Regions from separate parts of the Sus scrofa genome. Here region 2 is linked to region 1. The links are chromatin contacts, called in public HiChIP or PLAC-seq maps. All regions are on one chromosome and are shown on one strand. The core of a region is the stretch at or near the end of the contact, and the rest is flanking DNA. Distances in the headings are between cores, read along the strand shown.

Region 1 (4,964 bases), core at 668-3,167:
AATATAATCACAGGTTCCAGTTGTTAGGGTGAATATCTTTAGTGGCCCTTTCTCTGCATAGCACAGTAAGTTTCCTCCATGTTGAGAAGCACTCAGAGCAAGAGATCTCTGCCTTTGCTCCCCTTTGGGGACCACTGTCTAAGCCCTTCACACCCCACTCCCTGCACTTTGCATGGTTGTTTGGGTCTATAGCAAGTTTCCTACCATGTACTCAGGCATGTAGAACAGTCAACTATCTCAAGCATTTCCTACTGGGCACATGGACACTGAAACCAACAGCCAGAGGTCCTGCCATGGTCAGGTCAGGTGACACCATAGCAAGGACCAAGGGGAAACAGAGGCCGATACTCCCTGGGAAATTCGCCTGAAGGCAAAAATGGGCCATGAATTCACCAGCTGCAGGCTTCAGCATCACATGCCAGCAGGTTCCCCAGTGATTAGGCCAAGAGGGGCATCGTGCTGGAAACCTGCCAGTGCATACTCTAAGTCCAGAATGAAGTCAAGGGATACTCTGTCTCTCGCCAGTTCCACAAAGATGTATACATTACTCCTCAGCCCCATACAAATGGATGTTATCTTCAGATGACAGGACCTCCTTGGGAGGCATCATGAAGGATGAAACATTTTCATCCAAAGGAGAGTTATAAGGAACCATTTAAGTAATGAAATTGAACTATATTTGAAACTGAATTGGACACTTTTTTTCCTATAATTTAACAGTTGTGGTTTTAAAATATGTCCACCAGGAGTTCCCATTGTGGCACAGCAGAAACAAATCCAACTAGGAACCATGAAGTTGCGGGTTTGATCCCTGGCCTCGCTCAGTGGGTTAAGGATCTGGTGTGGCCCTGAGCTGTGGTATAGGTCGCAAACATGGCTCGGATCCTGCGTTGCTGTGGCTGCGGTATAGGCCAGCAGCTATAGCTCTGATTTGACCCCTAGCCTGGGAACCTCCATATGCTGCAGGTGTGGCCCTGAAAAGCAAAAAAATAAAATAATCAAATATGTCCACCAATTCTTTGCTATGTCCCCCTTCAAATATGACACCTACTACTACTTCCCTTGAATGTAGGTCAGGCTGTGTGTGTGTGTATCTTTTTAGGGCTGGCATATGGAAGTTCCCAGGATAGGGTTCAAATTGGAGCTGCAGCTGCTGGCCCACACCACAGCCACAGCAACCCGGATCCCAGCTGCGTGTGTGACCTACACCACAGCTCACAGCAAGGCCAGATCCCATATGGGTCAGACTTACTACCTGTTTCCAATGAGGAGAACGTGGCAGAAGTGTTTCTCTATAACTTGCGAGGCTAGATCATAGTAAGGACAATTTCTACCTGGGTCTCTCCCTCTTGGATCATTGGATTACTCATTCTGGGGAAAGCCTGCCACAATGTTACAAGGACAGGAAAGCTGTCTTGTGAAGAGGTTCATATATGGAAAACGCAGGCCTCTCATCAACCAGCACCAACTAGCAACCAGGGAGGCAAGCTGCCTTGGCAGCAGATCCTCCAGCCCTAGACACGGGACTACAGTCCAGACAATGCTGACTGAAACTTTGTGAGTCCCAGGCCAGGAATGCCCAGCTAAACTGCTCTCAAAGTCCTGACCCACAGAAATGAGAACTGTTTATTATTGAGTTCCTAAGTTTGGGGGAATTTTGCTACACAGTAATAGACAGCTTATACATGGGTGAAAACTCCAGAAATCAGTAAGAGACCTACATTTTCTAGGCATACTCAAACTGTAGTGAGTTAGAAAGTGTCCCTGCTGCGTATGTGTGTGTTCCTATTCTGGAAAGTATGTGGTTTCTTATTAGGCCAAGAACATGAGGAAGGGGAGAACACAACTAGCCACACTGTAGTGTTGTCTAAGGGGAAAAAAGAAAGCCACTAAGGAGGAGGTGGATATATTACAGACTCAGAAGAAACTGCAGGGAACTCAAAAACAGGAAGTGGCAGTTAGACCCAAGATGGGACTGAAGTTAAGGGAGAGAAAGCTGTCAGGGCCAAGTATCCACTGAATCCGGCTCTTTCTCTCTGAGGCTCCAGGACCTACTGTTTCCTAGTCACCCTCCTTCAATTAGCTGCATTGATCTGCTTCTCTTTTGAGAGCAGCTCCCTCTGATTACTGGCCCCCAAACAGTGGCATTGGCTCTGAAACTTACATGACACCTTACAAGTTCAATGCTCTTACCTAAATGACCAAGTCTCAATTAAAAATAGAACCATCATATGATCCAGCAATCCCACCTCTGGGTATAGAGCTAAAGGAAATGAAATCATTGTCTCGAAGAGATATCTATACTCCCATGTTCACCAAAGCACCATTCATAGTAGCCAAGAGATGGTGTCTGTTGATGGATGAGAAGATAAAGAAAACGTGATACACAAATACACCACACACAACCACTCAATGGAGTATTATTCTGCCTTTAAAAAGAAGGAAATCCTGCCATTTGTGACAACATGGATGAACACGGGGGATATTAAGTAAAATAAGCCAGACAGAGAAAGACAAATGCTTCATGATCTATCTCACTTATATGCGGAATGTAAAATAGTTGAATTCAAAGTATCAGTGAGTAGAATGGTGGTTACCAGAGCTGGAGGATTGGGGAAAACAGAGAGATACTGGTCAAAGGATACAACTTTTAATTATGGGATAAATAAGTTCTGGAGACCTAATGTACATACAGCACTGGTGACTATAGTTAATAATGATGCATACTTTACTCTGCTGAGATATTTCAAGCATTCTCACCACACACACAAAAATGGTAACTAAGTGACATGAGGTGTTAATTGTCTTGGTTGTGGTCATCATTTCACAATGTATACATTTATCAAACATCACACTGTACACCTTAAATATATATAATTTTTATTAGTCAATCATACTTCAATAAGGGGGGAGAGAAAACATATGACCCAGTCTCTCAAAGTTCTGATCTAAATTCTTAGGAGGCAGAGTCTGACTCGGCTTAATCTGGTATAGAGTGGATTCAAACAGCGGTAGGCAATGAGATAGAGAAGATACCTGTATTACCCTGTCAACACTCTCTAACAAGTGTAGCAAATTTTATAAAGAGAAAGGACAAGGATAGGGAGGAACTTTCTGACAGACAAAATGCTGGCATCAGAGTGTGTGTGTCTGTGTTTTTAAAATTGCATGAACTCTTCACTCGTGAGCCTGCTAACAGCCACAATACCTTTGGCCTCCACTTCACCTCCATTTGAATCACCCTCCTGAATACGCACATCTCACACTGCGTATAGTTCTGCCACATGCACAACACGCAGTGCCACCCTCCCCAGCTTAGCTCTGACCTGGCTTCCTCTGCCCTGTCCTCCTAGGGGGCACATATTCCCCTCTCAAACTCTGCTGGCTATCATCTTCTCTGAGGTTCTAGGTCCCTTGAACCCCTCACTCCTCTAAAGTAAATTACTCACACCTCTCTTCCTATAGCACTGCTTTAATCTTGACATATATTGTGTCTATTATTGCACAAATTATACTGCATTGTGTTCATTGATTCTTATAGGGAAGAATGTCATTTAATTTATCTTTAGACCTCTAGGATCTAAAAAAGGATTAGGTTCTCAACAACAGTGTTCCGGCATGTTAAACAAGCATGATTTTACATAAAGCAACTTGATTTTTATTTCCCACTGTCCCTGTGAAAACTCTCTGCAGGGGCTGGTTCTCCTCCCAACCCTGAATGAAAACTTGAACAGTCCCATTTCTCTTTCTTTCTGGTCACTTTTAGGTAAGAAACGTTAGTAATTAGGAGTTCCCGTCGTGGCGCAGTGGTTAACGAATCCGACTAGGAACCATGAGGTTGCGGGTTCAACCCCTGCCCTTGCTCAGTAGGTTAATGATCTGGCGTTGCCGTGAGCTGTGGTGTAGGTCGCAGACGCAGCTTGGATCCTGCGTTGCTGTGGCTCTGGCGTAGGCTGGCAGCTACAGCTCCGATTGGACCCCTAGCCTGGGAAACTCCATATGCCGCAGGAGCGGCCCAAGAAATGGCAAAAAGCCAAAAAAGAAAGAGAAAAGTTAGTAATTAAAATATCCAGTCCAGGATCATAGTTGAAATTTGCCCCTTAACTTAAAGGTTTTCTCCTACCCCCAATTTGCTGTAGAGAGGGAAGCACTGGGGCTGAGGGAAGAGTGGGGCAACTTCCCTCTTTCCCTGACTCGTTTGTCTAACTCTACTCAAATATCCTCTTCAAAATCCCTTTTCCAGTCTTCATCTTGACTTTTTTATGCCCTTGATACGGGTGAGAGTTTAAGAGTCATCTATTCAGTTCACCTTCTTACATTTTGCAAAAGCCCAACAGAGCAGTCTGACTCGGGTATTTCCGGTCACAGGATCTCAGGAAGGACTCGTTTGACACACTTTGATAAAAGTTTAAACTGTCACCACTTGGGATTTTCCTGTTTCTAACTTTCAACATGCTTCCGCTCTCACCCCAAGTCTCCGATCCTTCTACCCCATCCCACTCCTCACTTGTGCATAATCTACTATCCCCCTACTTCATAACCTCCAATTACCAGCCCCTGCATAGTCTCTGGATGCCATCTCCTTACCTAGGCAACAGTTTCAGCCACTTCAGCAAAGCTCTTGTTAGGGACTAGACAAACTAATGTGATTCTCAAGAAAAGAGACCCAAGGAAAGACAAGCTACCCCATGTGGCAGAAGATAGTCCTGACCATTACTGCTACCTTTAGGTCTTGGCATAAGTGGCTGAAGTAGTATGGTGGTTTCAACTTCTGAATTGCTTATATCCCTAGAAACAGAGTTGTCCCTACAAGGGAGGACTTGTCTCTCAGAAGCTCAAATTCCTGATCCATACATGCCATCCCTTCTATTCCAAGTGATTCTCCACTCACTGAAAGGCTACAACAACAGGCTCGATTCTCAACCTTTCCCATCTGTTAGCACCGACAGGACCACCTGTGTAGT
Region 2 (4,964 bases), core at 1,330-3,829, 290 kb before region 1:
ATTGTCCCATGTATTATGAGGTCTTCCCACTCTGGCTGGTGGGAACATGAACTGCTCTTAGCCCTTTGAGAGTTTCAGAAATTGTTTGGTCTACCCCTTTCCTGGTTCTTTTTCCAGCGTGGTGGAATTTTGGCTAATAAGTTGACACATTAGTGCACGAGGCTTCCAGGGCGCCCTGTGCAGATCTCCGGGGTGTGCTTATGGAGCGGCCTCCTTCCTCTATCTGTCCTGTAAATTCTAGACACCTTAGTGTCTGCATATTCCACTCCCTCTTCAACTCCTGGAGGCTACCGGACCTCCCTGGCCTGCATCCTGGGAACCGCCTCTCAGCAGTAAGCTGGGGAAATGATGGAGCTCACTTTCTTTCCCTCCTCTTGGTGCTCAAAGTCCTGCACTACCTGTTAGACAATGTCCGAAAAGAGTGTTTCATGTATTTTGTCTGATTTTCTAGCTGTTTATTGACTGGCAGGTATAACAGCAGTTAATCCTTTGTGGGGAGAGGCAGAAATCCTCTCCAAAGATGGCTTTTCCTCTGTATTTTTCTGTCGATCACCACTTCTTCAGTTTACTTAAGCGCCTCATGCTGATGGCTTTTGATGACCACGTTGATCATTCATTTCTGCAAAATATTGGTATATCCTTGCCCAGGTCCTGGTAGTGCTGCAGACAGTGGAGATACAAAGAAGATGGAGACACACTTGCTGTCCTTTGGGAGCTTATAGCTTTGGGAGTGATTTAGACAGGTAAATATAACTCATAGTGACATAGCCTGTGTAACACTGGTCATGTGCCCAAAAGACTAGGAAGGCCCAGAGGAGGGAATCATTCATTTGACCTTGGAATTTGGGGCCGGCTTCACAGAGGAAGTAACATTGAAGCTGAGCTTTCAGGGACGGATGGAAGGCAGCCACATGGAGAAGACAGGGCCAGGGAGGGTGTCCATGGCTGAAAATCTTCCATGTAGATAACAAGATAAAATTAAAAGATGCCAAATGAATTCTTGACCAAAACTACATCTGGGATATACTGTTTTAATTTTCTGTTCTTAGTCTAAATACCCAAATATATGCAGGTTAAATTCTGATTTTAATTTTAAGCCATATTAAACTCAACTTCTTGGAATAATTATCAGATAGTTTATGTACTGATCATTCATTCTTGTTTGTTTCTCTAAACTTTCAATTTGCGTTCTTTTACAAATTTAAACAAAATACACATGGTTTATTTTAGCTGGTATCCAAGGATATATCCCTTTAAGCAATAACATTTCCTGCCTGAGCTGGGCTTTTATGCCTGGAATATGACAGTGAAGATGAATGTACAGTATATATTTCCTTTTAAGGTTCTGGCTTGTAGTTTCTGCTAAGTGGCAGCCTAGAAACATTCTAAGACTGAATAGTATAAAATTTTGTTAGTCATTTTGAATTTTTCTACTTTTCCAAAAACCACATATAAAAATTCTTCTATTTTAAAACACAGTGGAAAAAAAATAAAACAAAGCACATTGGTATTTGAGACACATGTTTATTTAGGAAAGCCCAGATTTTAAAGATATTCCCAGAATTAAAAAAATTTCTTATCTCCCAGCCCCCAAATTTTAACTGATTATTAGACATTTATTTGATGCTAATTTAATCATATTTGGAACTGGTACTACATCAGCTTTCTCACTTCTGAGCACAGGTAGACATCACATGCTTTCTTAAAGCATGTAATGTTTCATATGTCTATTTATTCATTTAACCAAATTTGCTAAGTAAGGTCTTGCAGTTTATCAGATATTGTCAGTCTAGGGACACAAGAGCGAAAAACACCACTCTTTGCCTGAAGCGCTTACAGGCTAGTGATAAATTGTTGGCAGATAAATTGTGATTCAACAGGGTAATTGCTATAAATAAAGTATAACCCATCAGAGAACCTAAAGGATGGAAGAATTTATTCCGTCTGAAAGAGGCAGGAAACATTGACTGGAACAGCTTTAGAAGAATTTATATTTGTGGTCTTAATAATAATTATTTCCAAAACTTTAAATTATGAATAATAAAGCCACCTGGGGAATTTTTTTTTAATAGGGCAAAAAGACATTAAAACATTTTTTTCATTTTTTAAAGTTTTCTTGAGGTATAGTTGATTTACAGTGTTGTGATAATTTCTGCTGTACAACAAAGTTAAAACTTTTTTTTTTTTTTTTTGTCTTTTTAGGGTCATACCCACGGCATATGGAAGGTCCCAGGCTACGAGTCAAATCGGAGCTATAGCTGCCGGCCTACACCACAGGCGCAGCAACTTGGGATCCGAGCTGCGTCTGTGACCTACACCACAGCTCACAGCAACGCCAGGTCCTTAACCCACTGGAGCAAGCCCAGGGATCGAATTCGAGTCCTCATGGATGCTCATCGGGTTCACTAATCACTGAGCAACGACAGAAACTCCAAAACATTTTTAAAATGCTAGTGAATATCATAGTTCTTTCTCACATTTTGCTGCTTTTTTCCTAAGATGGCTTCCCTCTAGTGTAGTTCAATTTATAACAGTGCTGTGTTTTTGTTTTTAACACTTCTGCCACTAGATGTCACTAGACTAAAACAGTTGGTAAGCTGGAGGAAATTTGCTACAACCTTTGGCCATATTTGCAACGCCTTTGGTTAATTAAATTTACTCTGTACCACCTGGATTTCTCCTAAAACCGAGTCATGGCTTGCTTCGAGCACAAGCTGGTTGGAAAATATGTTCTGTGACACATTAAAACATGTCTGTGACACATTAAAACATGTTCTGTGACACATTAGTAATCTATAATTAGTTATTTTAGTGTTTATCAAGACAGAAAAGGAAAAATTGTACTGTCACAGGAAACTTTCAGTGACCTTAATTTTTTGGAGATAAACTCTGTTTTCAGTCTCACAGTACTCAAGGAAACATATATTACATCAAAATTCCTGAAGAGTTGGGGTTGTGTTTTAATCATCTCTAATTTCTCAGGGCCTGCCACAAAGCTTGGCACTTGGTAGGTATTCAGTAATGTTATTCAGCATTGCAGTAGTATATGAGGGTAGCTAGCATAGGAAAAAAAAAAGATAGGTCCCAAGTCTTCCTTTCGAAAAGTTTCATTTGGGAGACAAGAATCTAGAAAAACATATCCCCCAGCTCAGGGCATTGTGTATTTATTGGATGAGTCCTGCAAGTTGTTAAACTCTATGGGATTTCAGAGGATCAGTAATTGTTGGAAGCTAGGGGCAGTGATTAAAGGTGTCTTCAAGAAAGGGTTTTTAGAGATGAAAAGGGAGGGCAGGTACAAATGAAGAAAGCAATGAGCCAAGGTTCAAGGGTAAGAAGATGTGGGCAGTAAAGATTCAGAAGGATCGAGAACTCAAGGGCTTTGAAATTAAGCCTTATACTTGACTTAATATTTTTTTTGGGGGGGAGAGGACATTAAAGGATATTAGAGTGGGGGAATAATAATATGTTTGGTAATGCTTTGTAGTTTATAAAACATGAGCACTTGAAGAAAGGTGAGTTAAAGATGATTACTCTTTGATTTTAAAATGCTTCTGCTCTAAAGTTTTTAAAACGCACTTCTGGAGTTCCCTGGCGGCCTACTGGTTAAGGATTCAGCTGTTGTCATGGGTGTGGCTCGGGTTACTGCTGCAGCTCAGGTTTGATCCCAGGCCTGGAACTTCCGCTTGCCACGGGTGCAGCCAAAAATAGAATAAAATAAAGTGTGTTAAAAACACTTTCGTTTTAGGAGTTCCCGTCGTGGCGCAGTGGTTAACGAATCCGACTAGGAACCATGAGGTTTCGGGTTCGGTCCCTGCCCTTGCTCAGTGGGTTAACGATCCGGCGTTGCCGTGAGCTGTGGTGTAGGTTGCAGACGCGGCTCGGATCCTGCGTTGCTGTGCCTCTGGCGTAGGCTGGTGGCTACAGCTCCAATTCAACCCCTAGCCTGGGAACCTCCATATGCCGCGGGAGCGGCCCAAGAAATAGCAACAACAACAACAAAAGACAAAAAAAAAAAAAAAAAAACACTTCCGTTTTAAAAGAGGTGATACAGATGGAGGGCTCCACTTTGTGCCTTGTACTTAGTAAACTCTCAGTAAATGATTTTTGTTAATAATAATATTAAATCAGAAAAAATATTAAGGATAGTCTGCAAAGTAACTGACGACTGTTCTTCATAAGAGTCAAAGTTAGGAAGGACAAGGAGTGACTGAAGAATTGTGATAGGTTGGAGGAAACTAAGGAGACCTGTAATGTGGTCTTGGATTGAATCCTAGAAGAGGAAAGGGATGTTAATGGGGAAAATGGGAATTTGAATAAGGTGTATAGTTATATGATTGCATTATACCAATGTTAATTTTCTTGTTTTGATCACTATACTGTGGTTATGTACTATGTTAATATTAGGGGAAGCCGGTAAGGGGCAGGAACCCTATGCTTATGCAACTTTTCTTTTTTCGATTTTTAGGGCCACACTCTCAGCATATGGAAGTTTCTAGGCTAGGGGTTAAATCAGAGCTGCAGCTGCTGATCTACGCCACAGTCACAGCAACGTCAGATCCAAGCGGCATCTGTGACCTGTGCCACAGCTTGCTGCAACACCAGATCCCTAACCCACTGAGCAAGGCCAGGATCAAACCTACATCCTCATGGATACTATGTCAGCTTCTTCTTCTTCTTTTTTTAATTACTCAATGAATTGTATTAGATTTATAGTTGTACAACAATCATCACGACCAAATTTTATAGCGTTTCCATCCCAAACCCTCATTGCATCTCCCCACCCCCCAACCTGTCTCCTTTGGAAACCATAAGTTTTTCAAAGTCTGAGTCAGTATCTGTTCTGAGAAGAAGTTCATTGTGTCCGTTTTTTACATTCCATATGTAAGTGATAGCATTTGATATTGGTGTCTCTACTATGTCAGGTTCTTAACCCACTGACCCACAACGGGAACTCCTACGCAACT

What was found. HiChIP or PLAC-seq counts read pairs in DNA pulled down with a chosen protein or histone mark.
Region 2: a contact with region 1 is called in an H3K27ac HiChIP or PLAC-seq map of alveolar macrophages. The contact joins two enhancer-like sites. A contact is called at or near these places in 5 of 47 Hi-C or Micro-C datasets (embryonic fibroblasts, fetal heart ventricle and fibroblasts) and 1 of 2 datasets of contacts at active chromatin or transcription factors (alveolar macrophages).

What each region holds. Positions count from the first base shown.
Region 1 is chr5:59,756,019-59,760,982 of Sscrofa11.1, reverse strand. The region is part of intron 2 of GPR19 (probable G-protein coupled receptor 19); the gene reads right to left. Among named protein-coding and RNA genes, the nearest start is that of GPR19, 8.7 kb to the right of the region's middle. Within about 2 kb of position 1,917, at least 11 of the 83 cell types and tissues checked have an H3K27ac peak or open chromatin away from gene starts, as enhancers often do. A contact at or near this core is called in alveolar macrophages, where this site is marked.
Region 2 is chr5:60,050,631-60,055,594 of Sscrofa11.1, reverse strand. All of the region lies in intron 2 of BORCS5 (a long non-coding RNA gene), which reads left to right. Among named protein-coding and RNA genes, the nearest start is that of BORCS5, 20 kb to the left of the region's middle. Within about 2 kb of position 2,579, at least 9 of the 83 cell types and tissues checked have an H3K27ac peak or open chromatin away from gene starts, as enhancers often do. A contact at or near this core is called in alveolar macrophages, where this site is marked.